Regions from separate parts of the Mus musculus genome. Here region 2 is linked to region 1. The links are chromatin contacts, called in public promoter capture Hi-C maps. All regions are on one chromosome and are shown on one strand. The core of a region is the stretch at or near the end of the contact, and the rest is flanking DNA. Distances in the headings are between cores, read along the strand shown. Region 1 has its middle 33 kb from the start of Chga. Region 2 overlaps Itpk1 (inositol 1,3,4-triphosphate 5/6 kinase).

Region 1 (2,885 bases), core at 289-2,788:
GCTGGGGTCAGAGAATAGATGGATGTGTGTGAGGGTGCATGTATGTGCATGCATGCCCGTGGAGACCAGAAGTCAACCTCTGGTGTCATTCCTCAGAAACTGCCCGCTTGGTTCTTGTACTGCTGGGGGTGGTTTGGTTTGGTTTGGTTTGGTTTGATTTGAGGTTTCTCTGTACAGTTTTGGCTTCTATGGAACTCACTCTCTAGACCAGGCTGGCCTCACACTCAGAGATCTGCCAGCCTCTGCTTCCTGAGTCCTGGGGTTAAAGGTGTGAGCCATCACTGCCTGACTCCCACTTTGTTTTTTGAAACAGGGTCTCACCACTTGGGCTCTGGGAACTGAACTTGAGTCCTTGCAAGAGAAGCAAACGCTCTTAACCACTAAGCCAACCTCAGGCAAGCACTTCACAAGCTGAGCTGTCTCCCAACTCAATGATAAGATCTTTGAAAATAAAAACTGCTTTAAAAATGAAAAATTTAAACTTCATATAATTTGATGTATAATTTAAAATTTACAGACATAAACTACACACTTCTCTTTTGAGACAGGCTTTCACTATGTTGCCGTGACTGGCTTGGAACACACTCTGTAGATCAGACTGGCCTGGAACTCACAGAGATCCACTCCTCTCTGCCTCCTGAGTGCTGGGATTAAATGTGTGTGCCTCCATGCCTGGCATTACAGATATGATTTGAGATTTACAAAACACTCTCAAGAGCAGTGCGTGGGAGCAGCACACAACGACCACTCACCTGCTTCTCCTTCAGCCCCTCTCCCAGGTAGATGGTAGGTAGCCATCATAATCCTTTACCCTGCACGAGTTCAAGGCACAATTTCCTAATGACCTCTTACATAACCATTGTACAACTACAACAACAATCAGGGACTTAGCCTTGATCATAACCCACAATCCAAAACTGACCAAGGAGGCCCTTTGTTTTACCCTCACCTAGGTTTAATGCATTTTCCAACTTGAAAGACCCAAGATGGATCTTGGTTTCATTTCTGGCAAAGCTAAATATTTCTTCTGATTTGACCTTGCCCCATGCTGCAGGCTGAGCCCAGTACTAGCAAGCAGTCCACTAGCTAAATCCCCCCTCCCCGTCCCTCTTCTGCATAGTTCCATTAGGTATTCTTTACACACTGCCGGCTGGTTTCCTTTGCACACGGCCCACTGTGTCCGCTCTCCTTTTCCCTCCTGGCTTTCACCCAGCACATTAGTACTCGTTAGTACTCGGACTTGACTTGTATAAACAGCCCTCAAAGCCTGAAGAGGGGGACGACCGCTGCCCTGGCCCTGGCCCCTCAGGTCAGCCTCTTGCCAGGGTTTTGAAATATCACAGTTGTCTGCTTCAAGCCAATACACCCCACCTGTCCTTCCAAGCCCCGCAGAGCACAAGCCAGTGATTCCTGTTTGGGTTCAATATTTCCTGCAGGATCTGACATTCTGCCAGCCCGGTTCTGTTTCCAAGAGGCCACCTGCTGAGTGTCAGAGTGGTCAGCAGCCCCGAGGTTGCTATTGATCAGTGTCTGCGGCAGCCACGTCTGGTGTCCCAGGCCTGATCTATCCTGGGGGAGGACTGTGGAACATAGGAAAGTTCCCATAGTGCCTGCAGGGACAGGCTAGTCCCTTTAGCAGGGCTGTGGGGAGACTTCTCTTCAGAGGGAGAGAAAATGCTGAATCAATGCCCTCAAAGCCACGGGCAAGTATGAGCTCTGCCAGGGCCACCAGAACACACTGTCACTGTCCTATTGCTACGTTGTATACAGGTTTTTATTGAATTAGTTATCACTCTTTCCAGGAGTCATAAAAAGGAAAAGATAAGAAAAATGAAATTCTCTGTTTAACTTGGCTCTTTTGTACCACATTTCCTCCTCATTTCTGTTGGGATAAATATTAAGTTCACAGGGGCTGAAGAGACAGCTCAGTGCCCAGTGGTGAAGAGCATTGGCTGCTTTTCCACAGACTGGGCCTCAACTCCCAGCACCTACACAACAGCTCATAACCATCTGTAACTTCAGTTCCTGAGGTGACACCCTCCTCTGGCTTCTGTGGGTACCAGGCATGCGCACGGTGCACAGACACACGTACAGACAAAACACCCATATGCACAAAAAAGTCAATAAATATTTTAATGTACAAACTATAAACTACAGTTAAATACGTAAAGTTAGTGGAAAATAGACTTTAAAAATCCCTACATAGTTATCATAAGAAGTTCTGGTCTCATCCACAGCACCAGTCCCACCCCTTTTTCAGGTTATTATGGGATACTTTTTTTTTTTTTTTTTTTTTTTTTTTGAGACAGGGTTTCTCTGTGTAGCCCTGGCTGTCCTGGAACTCACTATGTAGACCAGGCTGGCCTCAAACTCAGAAATCCGCCTGCCTCTGCCTCCCAAGTGCTGGGATTAAAAGCGTGCGCCACCACCGCCTGGCTATGGGATACGTTTTATGTGTCATGTGCTTTATACTGTAGTCTATACCTACAAAAGCACTTGTATGTTTTAACATCATAGCTCTCCTACAGATAGCAAATGTTTCTTTCTTCCCTTTCCTTTCCTTCCTTCCTTCCTTTCTTTCTTTTGGCTCTTTGTATATTTTAGATATTAATCCTCAGTCAGATGCCTGCCTAGCAAAGATTTTTTTCTCATGATAGAACTTTCTTTTTCATTTAAATTTATGTACATTGCTACTTTGTCGGCATATATGTCTGTGAGAGGATATTGGTTCCCCTGCAACTGGAGTTACAAACAGTTGTGAGCTGCCATATGGGTGATTGGAATTGAACCCCAGTCCTTTGGAAGAGCAGTCAGTGCTCCCAACTACTGACACAGGAATTCCAGTCAAATCCTTCTTTTCCTGTAGTTAGTTTGCCAAGCCAGCA
Region 2 (2,885 bases), core at 266-2,765, 160 kb after region 1:
CAACACTGCCAATGAGCGCCCATGAGGCTGCAGGCAGTGAGGCCCCAGACCCAGAGGCTGGTCTTGGTTTTTGCCTTCCCTGCCCACAGCTATGCCCAGCAGGCACCACACTGCATTAGTGCCCCCTTTCCAGACTTTCAGTGCCAGGCTCAGCCTGGAGCCGCCTGCCTGCCTGTGGCCTCCGTGGAATCCCCGTTCCCTTGCCGACTGCTCTGTGATTTGGATTTCCCTCCTGTTTAACAGTGCCAGGAACTGAAATGGCCTGATATAAAGACAACATATGAACAGAATTTTAAAGCCAGCACAAACATATGAATTGTTTGGACAGCAGCAGAAAAAGAACCAGATAAACTGGAAGCTGCCATGTGTCTTTTTTTTAATGGGATGGAGGTTCATTCCCTTAATTGAAAGTCAGCCACCTGAAGACCCTGCCCATACCGTGTGCCCCATCCAAGGGAGGCAATCAGGCCCGAGTGTGGGTCTCAGCACAGATGAAGCAACCTGACTCATCAAACCCTAAGACCCCAACAAGCCGGTGGGGCCCGGAAGTGGCTCTTCCGGTGACCCTACGCTGGCAGAGCAGATGACTCACTCACCCAGCTTCCAGGAGTGGCAAGCATCTGGGATGCACTGCCCATGCAGCCTACTCTTTGGTCTTCAGAGCGGAATCACAACGGGGGTGGGGGGAGCCACAGGGCCTTCCAGGATAGGTTCCAGCCAGCCAGAAAGGCCTCAGGTCTATCCTTCTCTGACACACCTAAACTCTGTAGAGCAATCTCACCTTGAGATCTTTTGGGCCCTCAACTGGAGGGAAACCAAGGATGAGGAGACCTAACAGAAGGCTTCTGTCAACCTAGCTACCAGTAGACCTTACTGAGACCCACAGTGTAGCCTGCTTCCTGGATGCAGTACTCTGAGCCCCAGGAATGCAAGAACAATCCTGACCTGGAGAGTAAGGTAAGCTTTGAGCAGGGAGGCTCTGGAACTCTGAGAGGAAGAATTCTATTGTCCATGGTTCACGATTTTCCAACACCCACTGTTTACAGAAGCAGCCCTGCACATAGACAGCAAGCATGCAGAGTACTCACACTCAGAAAGGCTACACACCAGTGACTGAGCTGTCTCCTGAGCGGCCAACGCACCTCTCCAACTATAAACTCCTTCCTGGTCCCAGGAGCGCCTGGGGATTCTGAAGCCACACACCTTACAGGGACTCTTGGACATAGATTTCCCTCACCTGACTGTCACCGTCAGATGTTGGGCTTCTCTGTGGAACCCTGGCACAGGGGAGCCCCTAAGCCACAGGTTCGATGTAAACAGTCCCATGAGAGGCGGAGGGGTATAAACCATGAGCTGGCTGGCGGGTGTGCCATGGGGTCCCAAGTTCAGCCAACATCCTCACCACCCTCACCAGCAGGAGGCGCCTGAGGGTTCATGACAGAGCAAGAGGCAGAGTTGGCCCTGCCTGCCTCAGAGGATTGTCTACACACTGCCCAAACCTTGGTCCCAAGGTGCAGGCAGTGACTTTACCCTTTATCCACTGGTCTGCCATGGGGTAGAAAGCCAAGAAGCCTGGCTCTGATATCCACGTGGCCAGAGAGAGTTCCGACCTTGACCCAAAACTGCTCTCTGAGGTTGCAGTCTCACCCTACAGCCGGATGGAGATGGTCATTGTAAATGAGTACTGTATTTGTAGCCTATGGCTTCCGTAACAAATGAAACACACTGGATCCACAGAGGACAACTAAAAGCAACAGAGAACCTTCCATGGTGTGGGTCGGCCTGTTCTTCCTTCTCAGGGTGGGAGGACTGCACTCTGGCCTGGCCTCTCCAGTTCTGGAAACTGTCACACTCTTTGGCCCCCAGCCACATCGCTGACTAGCCTCATCTCCTCTCTTTGGCACTCCCTCCTCATCTTATCAGGACCTTTGTGACAGCCCTGGGTCCACCCAGCTAATCCAGGGCAATTTCCCTGTCTCGGGATCACCCCTGTTGTGGCACTGTGCCCTCTGACCATGCAAGGCAGCTGGGTCACAGAGTCTGAACACAAAGACCTGGCCATCTCTGGTAGGCTCCTTGTTCTGTCGGCTACAGCACCAAAGATTCAGCGGTGTTGCCACCCTGTGACACGGGACACTTCCTCAAAGTTCCCAGGGTAGAGAAGGGGCAAAGGAAAACCTGCCCAGGAATTCAAGGGGAAGCTGGATGGCCAAAGGCGGAGTTCACGTGGCACCACTCACCTACCGAGTCAGTGAGCCGTACCAGACATTCCCACTGGGGTCCTTGATGAGAACAGGGGGCCTGGGAAGCGGCCTGGACTGGTCCTGGACCTCAGAGACCTAAGATAAGAACCCAGGCCTCATACCTTGGCTTTGAACTAGGGAAAGGGGTAATAATCTTGACACCCACCCCCACCTCCAAGTTCATATTGAGATCAAGGAAAGCCATGTCCAACCCCAGGACTCCCTGCTCTGAGGCAGGTCCCATCCCGGATTCTGCCAACACTGTGTAGTAACAGACTCTCCAAGCATGGAGCCAGTTGGAACCTAAAACTGGGCCAGCACCCAGGCATATCAGGGCCCTGCCAGGGCCAGTCAAGCTCGCCATTTATAGGCCTGGGGGTTTAGTGACCTGGCCCTAGTCCCTGTCCCAAATGCACTGAGCCCCTTGTCTCAACAGGCAGCAACTTGATCTGAGACTCGAGACCCTCCAGTTTCCAGAGATTTTGAAGGCCTGGATATGACCCAAGCAGATGGTAGGCCAACACCTGCAGCAGCTGGGCAGGCTCGTACCCACCCAGCCTTCTTCCCGAAGCCAGAGGAGGGAGGGGCCGAGGAGGAGGTGAAGCTGGAGGGGCCTGTGAGTGCCAGGCACTGTTCATGTGC

The links. Promoter capture Hi-C pulls out the DNA fragments that hold promoters and counts their contacts.
Region 2: a contact with region 1 is called in a promoter capture Hi-C map of liver. The contact joins two enhancer-like sites. A contact is called at or near these places in 8 of 39 promoter capture datasets (the 3T3-L1 cell line, the C10 cell line, the HPC-7 cell line and 3 more), 4 of 484 Hi-C or Micro-C datasets (the G1E-ER4 cell line, bone marrow-derived macrophages, embryonic fibroblasts and 1 more), 4 of 115 datasets of contacts at active chromatin or transcription factors (bone marrow-derived macrophages and embryonic stem cells) and 3 of 9 other capture datasets (embryonic stem cells, embryonic trunk and liver).

The regions. Positions count from the first base shown.
Region 1 is chr12:102,520,698-102,523,582 of GRCm38.p6, forward strand. No RefSeq gene overlaps it. Among named protein-coding and RNA genes, the nearest start is that of Chga, 33 kb to the right of the region's middle. Within about 2 kb of position 1,539, at least 24 of the 459 cell types and tissues checked have an H3K27ac peak or open chromatin away from gene starts, as enhancers often do. A contact at or near this core is called in liver, where this site is marked.
Region 2 is chr12:102,680,371-102,683,255 of GRCm38.p6, forward strand. The region is part of intron 1 of Itpk1 (inositol 1,3,4-triphosphate 5/6 kinase); the gene reads right to left. Among named protein-coding and RNA genes, the nearest start is that of Mir1936, 3.2 kb to the right of the region's middle. Within about 2 kb of position 1,516, at least 20 of the 459 cell types and tissues checked have an H3K27ac peak or open chromatin away from gene starts, as enhancers often do. A contact at or near this core is called in liver, where this site is marked.